Linked DNA regions of Mus musculus: all the other regions are linked to region 2. A link is a contact called in public Hi-C data. All regions are on one chromosome and are shown on one strand. The core of a region is the stretch at or near the end of the contact, and the rest is flanking DNA. Distances in the headings are between cores, read along the strand shown. Region 1 overlaps Plcb1 (phospholipase C, beta 1). Region 2 overlaps Plcb1 (phospholipase C, beta 1). Region 3 overlaps Plcb1 (phospholipase C, beta 1).

Region 1 (3,509 bases), core at 172-2,671, 160 kb after region 2:
GAAGGTTCCTGAGAGCAACTGTGTTTTCTGAGAAGACAGCTATGGATACTGGAGGGTTCAGGATTGAGAGACGTGGCCAAACTTCCCAGGGATTTGTAGGTCTAAAAGTTATGATGCAGGTTTTCTATTTTCCACATGCTTAAATCTGTCATGTCCTGACAGTCAATGAACATCCATGGTTCTCATATAGCTGAACACATGCTTATACCTGAAAGGTATGTTAATTACTTATGGGTTCACTCATAAAGAAATTTCAAGTACTGTTGCTTTTCTCCATAGGTCTGTATTCTGTCAGCAGTACTGTACCATCCTAATAATTTTGCTAAGTTAGTAGTATACATTCTTTTATTAATACTGTACTGTCTTACAAGAATGAAGTACTACAGTGGTCTGACTCCGGGAGAATTCTAAAGTAGAAAGTGCAGAACCTGTTGAGTAATTCTATGTTTTGTGATGTATGAAAGGAGATGACCATCTGGGACAGGGATAACTAACTTAGAAGTCTCTGATAAAGAGAGCTGGGTTTGCATTGTTTTTACCCAGTTGTCAGAAAAGAATTGAGTCTTTTCTTGTATGCTAGTGGCTCTGCTTGATATAACTTATCTAAATGAATGTGCACATCTCAAATGTATCATTCAGTGAATGTGAACAGTAGCATACAGCTGTGTAACTGTAATGTAGCTCCTCACAGAACATTTTCAGCCTTCCAGAAAATTCTTGTGTGCCTCTGCATTCAGCACCTCTCAGCCCTCCACTTAGAAGACACCTAGAAAGAGTGAAGATCCGTGACCTACCCAGCATCTGGGTGTTCTCGCTTGTCAACCGAGTTGAATCAATGTCTTGGTCATCGTTTTTGTTTGTCACTCAACACAGTGGTCTTAAATTTCATTCTGGTTACTGCCAAGTTGCATTGCTCATTTTTATTGCCATGTAGCACTCCTTATATGATTTTACTACAGTGTGCTTGTCTTTCTTTTGGTGAGGGATGCTTCAGTTGTTTGCAGTTTGGGGTTAGTGTGACTAAAGCTGCCATTATCAATCTTAGCACTGGTCCAATGTGGATGTGTTGTCTTCTTTCTCAAGCAATTACATAGGCATGGGCTTGTTGAATCACAGGGCATGTGCCTGTTAAAGTTACCAGAATCTCCCAGCTTTCTGAAATGTTAGTGTCACTGTATAGATTCATCAGGTGTTCATGAGAGAATAAGAGTGGTTGTAATCACAGTCCTGATCACTTCCACCGTCTCTTATCAAGATGTTGGGAGAGGTCACCAGGATGAGGCTGGCGGGGATGGTGCTAGAAAGGTAATGGGTCCTTCTGCAGACAGCAGGACAGGCATATTTACTGCTTGAACTCCTCCACCAGCAACTTCTGCCAACCTTCCATTAAGAGTTACACCATCACCGCTGGCTGTATTACAAAATTAATTCCTGGACTGGTTTTCAGACCACCTGCACCTTGATCTCTTGCTGAACACCCACACTAGACTCTTGTTGCTTCACAAACTCTCTTCTGCATTTGGTAATTTTCTTGGTTGATCCACATATCCTCGAAGCTTCCTAGTTACAACATATCTCCCTAAATAGGTGTACACTGACAGCTCCCGGCCTCTGTTTGCCTGTACCAAGGCCCTAGGAGTGACTTAATGTCTACAAAGGACTCAGCTCAGGATCTAACACAAAACAGGAGCTCAGCAAAGGCTGAGTATGAGTCTTTCCATCATGGTATTTTCTGACTTTCTTCTTATAAATGAGTAGAACAGACCTCCATCCTGAGTCCAAGTCTCTTAATGTATAATCCTAGTAAAAGACTCTCCTGGGAATTAGTGATTTTTAAAAGGGCTGGGAAGAACTAACTATGTGTAAGCCTTCCCTGTAAGAAGGGAGCATGAGAGGTGCTGTATTGACAGCAGGGATAACAACTTCAACAAGCAGTAAATTTGCTGGCAACATGCTCTAGAATTTTCTGTCCACGGTTCTTTTTTCCTTTTTTTTTCCTTTCCTTTCCTTTCCTTTCCTTTCCTTTCCTTTCCTTTCCTTTCCTTTCCTTTCCTTTCCTTTCCTTTCCTTTCCTTTCCTTCCCCTTTCCCTTTCCCTTCCCCTTCCCCTTCCCCTTCCTCTTTCCCTTCCCCTTCCCTTCCCTTTCCCTTCCCCTTTCCCTTCCCCTTTCCCCTTCCCCTTCCCCTTCCCCTTTCCCTTCCCCTTCCCTTCCCTTTCCCTTCCCCTTTCCCTTCCCCTTTCCCCTTCCCCTTCCCCTTCCCCTTTCCCTTCCCCTTTCCCCTTCCCCTTCCCCTTCCCCTTCCCCTTCCCCTTCCCCTTCCCCTTCCCCTTCCCCTTTCCCTTTCCCTTCCCTTCCCTTTCCTCTTCTTTATCATTTTCTTTGTTTACATCTCAACTGTTATCCCCCTTCCTGATATCCCCTCTACAATCCTCCCACTCCATCCCCTTCCCATTTGCCTCTATGAGGGTGCTCTTCCACCCATTCACCCAATCCCGCCTCACTGCTCTAGTATTCCCTTTAACTGGGGTATCAAGCCTCCACAGGACCAAGGGCCTTCCTTCTTCTTGATGCTAGATAAGGCCATCCTCTATTACATATGTAGCTGGAGTCCTGGAGTCCTCCAGTTTGGTTGGTGGTTTAGTCCCTGGGAGCTGTGGCTAGTCCCATTAGTTGATAATGCTCTTTCTATGGGGTTGCAATCCCCTTCAGCTCCTTCAGTTCTTCTCCTAGCTCTCCCACTGGGGTCCTTGGGTTCAGTCTGAGGGTTGGCTGTGAGCATCTGCATCAGTCTTAGTCAGGTGCTGGCAGAGCTTCTCAGGGGAAGCCATACCAGGCTCCTGTCAGTATTTCTTAGCATCAGCAATAGTGTCGGGCGTTTGATGTCTGCCGACTGGATGAATCCCTAGGTAGAGCAATATCTGGATGGCTTTTCCTTTTGTCTGGCCTCCATTCTTGTGAATAACATATTTATGCTAGTTACAAATTTCTGAAATGCTTTCTCAGCAATTGGCCAAGGAATTCTTATGGGCATTCACTGTAAGACACAGTCTTGGAGAACTATTGCAGACCTTAACATTCCTATATGCTTGAATTGGGACTCTTTGGATTTCCTTTTCTATTCACAATGTTAAATATTAAAGACAATATGCTAAAATGGACCTCTAGTGTGAATTTTCTAGAACTTGAATATGTCATTAGGCTATTTTTAATACATAGACACCACTTTCAAAATAAATTGTTACCACACAGTGAGGGACTAGGCATATTACTTTCCACTTCTGATGTTCCTGAGACTTCACAGATGTCCACGGTGCCTACCCATTTTCAACACAGAAGTTCTCTATGCCGGATGCTGTTCGGTCCTGTTTTGTCCCCCTTTGTCCATGTTCTTCGCCTTGCAGTTTCCAGGCAAGATGCATATGAGCTCTTCATTGTTTGCATCCACCCTGCCACCTACTGCTGTGGGACTGTACTTGGGGATATTATGGCTGCAGGCGGGCTCTCTGTT
Region 2 (3,053 bases), core at 536-3,035:
GCCTTGACCAACACACCTTACACATGTGCTAAGGAAGGAGTTGTGGAATCTGAGGACTGGTGCTTGAGGCTACTCAGGAGGCTAACGGTAACTTTCATATCAATTGATATGGGCTTTCAGTACAAAGTAGCACAGATTTTCAATAGAAACTCTCCTCTTGGTTCTTGAGACTAAAAATGTATAGTTTTAGAAAGCTTATTTTCTTCTCAGAGCCAGAGGGAAAAGTTTGTTCCAGGCCTCTTTTCTTGGCATGGGTAGCTGTTTTCCTCTCTGTCTCTTTCAGGTTGTGTCTGTGCCCCAGGTTCTTCTTCTTCTAAGGATACTTGGATTAGCACCCACCCTGAAGACTTCTTGACTTAACCATATCTTTAAAGAAACTATCTCCCAATAAGGGCATGCTTAGAGTTCTTCAGCATCTTGCAGGGGAGAAAACACAGATCAGCCTGTAGCCTACCTGAGTCAGGTAAAGAGTAGCTTGCCAACACGGAAAATCTCCAGATGAGATTGACAGAAAAGAAAACTGAGTTTCCTTGCTGTTGCCATCAGTGTTTGTAGTTTCACTGTCCCATAGAAATATATTAGGATCACATGAGATTTTTTATGTGTGTATGAATATATACGTATGTGCATGACAGATACAGGTAGATCCATGGGCACACTAGCAGTCCAGCTTGATCTACTTGGTGAGTTCAAGGCCAGAGACGTGTCTCTCATATAGTAGGGAATGCCTGAGGAGTATAACCCTAGGTTGTTATTGCCTTCCTGACTCACAGCCTCACTATTGTGGATCTCAAAAGTATAACTCTGGCCCAGCAGAATCATCACCTCTGTTGGCTTATTAGAAGTGTGAATTCCCAGACTCTATCCTACACATAGCAAAAAAGTTCCCTCCTTTTTTACTTAACTCCATGGAATGGGTCCTGCAATCCATTTTAAGAACTCAGTACTTTCGTTGTACCTGAAAATTTCAAAACTATCATCTTATGGAATTACCATGCTATTGATATTGATGAAGAAAGAAAAAAACACAAAACCTTTTGTGTTGGTTAGGATTTTTTAAAGAGGCGAGCTAGATGTTGGACGGATTCTGGAGTCATCTGGAAAGAAAGAGCCTCAACTGAGAAAATGCTTGTATTTGATTGGAATGTGGGCAAACCTGTGGGACATTTTCTTAATTAAAGATTGTTTTCAGAAAGCCTAGCATACTGTGTGGAGTTGCACCTTTGGGATGGGGGAGGTCCTGCATTGTATAGCAAAACAAGTTGAAAGAGCCATGCAGGGAAAGTCCTTAAACAGCATTCTTTCCTGTCTTCAGCTTCTTTTCCTACTTCTAAGTTCCAGCCTTCAGTTTTTGTCACGGATTCCCCAATAATAGGCTGTAGCCTACAAGCTAAACAAACAAACAAACAAACACCCTTTCCTCTCCAAGTTGCTTTAGGCATTTTATCACAGTGATAGAAAACAAACTATAACAGAAATCCTTTAGTAAACAAACTAAGATCCCCTGTGAGGGTTGGCTCAATTCTAGAGTAGCCAACTGATCTAAGAATCACAGCCCTGGGAGTGAGAGGATGACTGTATTTCAGACATCACTCCTAGGCACATATTCTGACAGTTAATATGTAGCATCTTGGCTGAGTAGCTAGTTTGATATGGAGAGAATACAGACTTTTACAGCTCCGTAGCAAATGAAACTGGAAATGACAATTTGTGTATTTCTGAGTCAGACCAGGCCTTGAATGCCAAGAATGCTGAATTCCAGTTGGTCCTGGAATGTTTGATTATGAAGGAAGGGGGCATGAGGCCAAGACAAATGATCACTGACTGAGGACCTGTACCCAAGTATGGGGGCAGGAAGGAGAACAAATACACTAGAATTGGCAGTATACAATTGAAGCAAAGGGACTTAATACACAGAGACCACAATAAAAATTTAATAGACTTTGATCTTTTCACTTTAATGCTTGGTTTTTGTAGATTCTTGCAGAGAATTGTCACCAAGATCTTTTTAATGGGATCTTGTTCATTGCTCTGATAAGAAGAGGAGGTGACATGAAAATGATAATTCATACTTACAGGTTAGTTCAAGTTGGTCTGTAAGTTAGGGGGCATGCTGTGTGAAGCTCGCACCTGTACATTAGTTCTGGTTGGTCAGGAAGCTGGAGGAGGTGCTGTGTGCAGCTCGACAGTATTTTCATTTTGCTCACCTTAGGAAGAACAGATGATAGAAGATGGCTGCAAATGCTTCTGTGAGCTGTCAAGTGCGTAATCTCACAGAAGCCTAAAACGTCTTCGAATTATTCCTGCATTTTAAGATCAAAATTTTATTTCCAAGTGTCTTCTTTTTTTGACACTTAAAGTTTAAGTTTTCCACTCCTTATGAAGTTCTATGCAACTGTGCAATTCTTTTAAATAATTTTTCAAGCTGTAGGTTAAGAATGTGTGGGAAGAGACTGGACAGGTAGCTCAGTGGTTGAGAGCACAGACCGCTATTCCAGTTTGGTTTCCAGCACTTGCACCTGCACCTGCATATTTGCTGATAACTGTTGGAACACCAGTCCTAGTATACCCATCATTGTTTTCTGACCTCTGTGAACAATAGATATGCAAGTGGCTCACAGATGTGTGTAAAGACTAAACACCCATACACATAAAATAAATACAGTTTTAAAGAAGTGGTCAAAATGAATGCCTAAAGAATATCAGAATAAGATAGGATTGTGGTTGCTTCAAAATATTTAATATAGACCTACTACATGAGCCAGAAATTCCTCTGTTCAATATCTACTGAAAATAATTGAAAGTAAAGTCTCAAAGAGATGTCCCTGCTTCTTTGTCTACAGTAACATTATTGGCAGCTACCAAAGCAAGTTACCCAAATGTCCACCGAAAGATGAGTAGATAGTCAAACATGGTGCATCTATGATACAGAGCCTCAGAGAGAAAGGCTGGTCCACATGCTGTAGCATGAATGTACATGGAGAGCATTTTGCAAAGTGAAAAATAAGCCAGGTGGAAAGGATCCTTTGTATGCTTTCATTTATAACATAGAA
Region 3 (3,518 bases), core at 187-2,686, 130 kb after region 2:
TTTGTGTTTGCCTCACACATTTCCAGTGCTAAGTGTTCTTCTAAGAAAGGGATTATCACACTAACCAGTTAAGGGAGTTTGCCAGAAATAAAGCACCCAGGGAATTATTCTTCAGGTTGTATTGTGGCTGCTGTGTCTAAGAGATCAAGGCAGGTTGTTGGGCTTCTGAGGCCAGCAAAAGGCCCTAAAGATAAAATGTTTATTGTAGGTCTGTAGCATATTGTCTTCCTTCCTTTCTTCCTTCCTTGCTTCCTTCCAACCTTCCTTCCTTCTTTTAAACTATATTTGAAATTTAAAATAATGTTGTTTTGAAAGAAACGATGCACATTATTATATTAGCATTTTAATCAGCTTCAAGTAGCCGAACCAAAGCTTAAAATTTGTGATTCTACATCTGCCCCCAAGGAATCCTATGTAGCAACATGAAAGAGTGAAGTCTGATATTTACAGCCTTGGGTGTCCTTCTAAAACATGATGCTGAGGAGGTAAGCTTATACATCTTATATTTGCATGAATTTGGAAACAAACAAAATTAATCTGTAGTATCTAAAGAAATCCTGGTTGCTTCAGGCCCGAGATTGACTAAGAACATGGGGGCCCTCCAGGTCATGCAGATAACCCACATGTTAGTAGGGTGTGCATAATGTGAGTGCTTCTATCAAAATTCACAAATGTATACTAAAATATCTATATTTGTACCACATCAACACTTGTAAAAGTAAAATACTTTGTTATGAAGTCAATTATTAAAAAAAAAACCCTGAAAACAGATAAAAGTGAATTGGCCTTTATTGGTCTTACAGCAGTTTCATCTACAATGTTAGATATTTGAGTGGGTATATCTATTCTGTTACAGTGCATATTTGCGAGCCTCAGGATCCCTCTGAGACTATGTCTGGTCTAGAAAGCATTGCATTCATTTATAGTTTTCTGCAATCAGTGGGAGCTTGATTGAGTTAGAAAGCGTACCATTTGAATTTCACTGTGATCTATCTTCCTTTTTAGAAATGAGAGGAGAGACGTACTTAACTGTGTTTGATTGAGTGACAGTTGATAGATCTTGTTTCTCAGTGTGAGGCTAGGTTTAATCTCTATTAAATGCACATGTCACTTCTCAGATGCTGGCTGGCTTGATGATTTGAAAGGACCTCGGGTAATAAGCAAATATTTCTATGACTCTAGAGTCACTGTTTGCTCTTAGCAGGACCTAGGTTTTTCTCAGTTGCCACTTATACTTGGCTAGGGAGCTGAAGACAGTCAAATTCTAAGGCCACTAGCTGATGATCTAGTTGATGCCCTAAGTCTGTGATTAATCTATATTGTATTCTTGGCAGAAACACATAATTACAAATGAGGGATTGGATTGTGCCCTCAGGAGGAACGTGAGTCCCTGATCTATACCCACAGTGCCAGTTCGCTGCTTAGTTGGTGCCTTCTGTGGACAAGGTACAGTGATTTGGAGGTGACCCTTGCTCTTTGTAGAATTTTGAAGTGTTTGAGAGGGTGCTTAACCTCTACTCCAGCATGACTTTTCTTTAAAGCAGAATGCAACACATTTTTTTCGGATCAGAAAATGCAACAGCAGAGACCAGTGCCGTTTATGTCTTTGAAAAATGTGCTATATAGCAGCTGTCCCAAGATGTACCAACTAGCTCAGGGATGGATGGCTCATATCATGTGCTGGGCTCCGGGATGCTCTTCCGGATGGCCAGTGTAACTGTTGCTTCACTGCTTCCAATGCTCCTGCAGGTCTCTTGTGTCCCAGCCTAATGAGAAACTCTCAGAACTCGTTTCGCCTAAATACTAAAGAGTCACCGTACCTTGCTGATCATGACATTCAACTGGAGAAAATTATCCTGGAAACCAGAAGGTCTATCAGGCAAACTCGGGTTATTGACAGGCTAAGAACATTTGTCAGGGCACTGGATTTCTTCTTCAAAGAGAAAGAAATATCTCCCTCTTCCCAGAGTCATTAGATATAAGCTCCCCCTTTTCTGTTTCAGACTGTAGTCTCTCATATAACAAAAAGGGGTGTGTGGAATCCTTCTTATCCTTGAAGGTCATGTTCAGCTCTTATTTTGTCCTTTTCCACTCCCATTAAATTTCTTGTCTCCAAGTCTTGCTTACCCTGTTTCCTCTGATTCTGGACCAAGGCAGCCTGCTAAGCCTGCAAGAACACCAGGCAGGCAAAGGGAGTCTGAATGTTTGCCTAAACTCTCTGAGCTGTTAAAGTGAAACACTGAGGGCAAAGGCTAACTGCAAGTGATGGAATTAAATATTTACCATGTTAGCCATGACCACTCAGGGGTTTCAGGAAAAGCTAACCATATTGCATGGAGTTTTTTCTCCTGCTTTCCAGATGATATCCAGTCTCGAGTAAATTTGCCAGCTCTCGGGGAACGCTATTCAGCAACATTAATTTCTTTGCCTACTTACAGTTTCAAGCAATTATAATCTTGGCAGTTTCACCTGCCTTGAGTAAGAACTTGTACACTTTGTTGATATCTGGCAGAACTAACACTCTCCTGCAAAGACTTACGTTTCAATACTGCTAATTCTACAAGGCACTTGAGCTGTGGATTAGCGTTTTATGGACATTTGGGCCAAAGTTTTATTACTCAATTGTCTCAAATGGAAAAATATATTTAAAAAAAAAACAAGACATTTGGGGTTTGTGTTCTTTTTTCAATGCCCTTATTAAGTTAGTTGGTTTTGTAAGGTGCTAGGTATTGGAACACTAACTCATATTGGATACTCCGCTGTAGAAATTGACATAATGAGTATTGACTTGGGGCTCAACCTTCTTTAGGAAGAACCATGTCAGCTCAGAGCTCCTAAGAGGGTGGCAGGTACATTTTCAGTGACTGTATTATAATCTCACTTCTTTTTCTCGTTTTTTCACTTCCCTTCCCCCTCTCCTCTTTAGCCTCCCTCCCCCTTTTCCTCTTCCCATTTCTACCCTCCCCTTCCTAGCCCTCCTCTTTTTCTCTATTCCCCTCACATTCCTTCTCTTTTTTTATTTCTCCATTGCCTTTATTTTCCTTCCATTCCTTTCTAACTGATCTCACATTTATCCCCTAACAAATGCCTTTGTACAGATCTTTGCCTCACAGTGTATCTATCTCCCCAAGGTTCTTAAAAACCATAGCTGTGATTACATGAAGATAACAAAGTTTGAGGGAAAGAAAGAGATTGGAAGCTACTAATGAACTCTTAGGACCAGGGAAATGGAGTTTCTGTTTTCCTCCCCACATTGGTCTTGTTGGGAGGATGAAGGCAGCTCATTGGCCCCAGGCCCTGCTGGGGACATAAGCACTCTCTTTTCCCTCCCCTTTTCTATGTCTTATGTTATGTGATTTGCTAGCATGTTATATGTCACAATACCCATGTTTACTCTCTGTCTACATCCACTGCTTCTCCCATACACACACAGACACAGACACAGACACACACACACACACAGACACACACACACACACACACACACACACACACACACACACACACACACAGAGTAC

The links. A called contact is a pair of places that touch in the nucleus more often than the background predicts.
Region 1: a contact with region 2 is called in a Hi-C map of liver, with 3 times the contacts expected there. The contact joins two enhancer-like sites. A contact is called at or near these places in 2 of 484 Hi-C or Micro-C datasets (the N1E-115 cell line and liver) and 1 of 9 other capture datasets (pancreatic islet).
Region 3: a Hi-C map of liver shows a contact between it and region 2, with 2.1 times the contacts expected there. The contact joins two enhancer-like sites. A contact is called at or near these places in 2 of 484 Hi-C or Micro-C datasets (both in liver) and 3 of 9 other capture datasets (adipose tissue, liver and pancreatic islet).

Annotation. Positions count from the first base shown.
Region 1 is chr2:134,955,175-134,958,683 of GRCm38.p6, forward strand. All of the region lies in intron 2 of Plcb1 (phospholipase C, beta 1), which reads left to right. Among named protein-coding and RNA genes, the nearest start is that of Gm39941, 39 kb to the left of the region's middle. Within about 2 kb of position 1,422, at least 2 of the 459 cell types and tissues checked have an H3K27ac peak or open chromatin away from gene starts, as enhancers often do. A contact at or near this core is called in liver, where this site is marked.
Region 2 is chr2:134,798,681-134,801,733 of GRCm38.p6, forward strand. The region is part of intron 1 of Plcb1 (phospholipase C, beta 1); the gene reads left to right. It also overlaps the pseudogene Gm14036. Among named protein-coding and RNA genes, the nearest start is that of Plcb1, 14 kb to the left of the region's middle. Within about 2 kb of position 1,786, at least 7 of the 459 cell types and tissues checked have an H3K27ac peak or open chromatin away from gene starts, as enhancers often do. A contact at or near this core is called in liver, where this site is marked.
Region 3 is chr2:134,929,730-134,933,247 of GRCm38.p6, forward strand. All of the region lies in intron 2 of Plcb1 (phospholipase C, beta 1), which reads left to right. Gm39941 (a long non-coding RNA gene) reads left to right here. Exons shown (of 2, transcript XR_866761.2): 1 at 1-485; 2 at 1,335-3,518. Among named protein-coding and RNA genes, the nearest start is that of Gm39941, 14 kb to the left of the region's middle. Within about 2 kb of position 1,437, at least 16 of the 459 cell types and tissues checked have an H3K27ac peak or open chromatin away from gene starts, as enhancers often do. A contact at or near this core is called in liver, where this site is marked.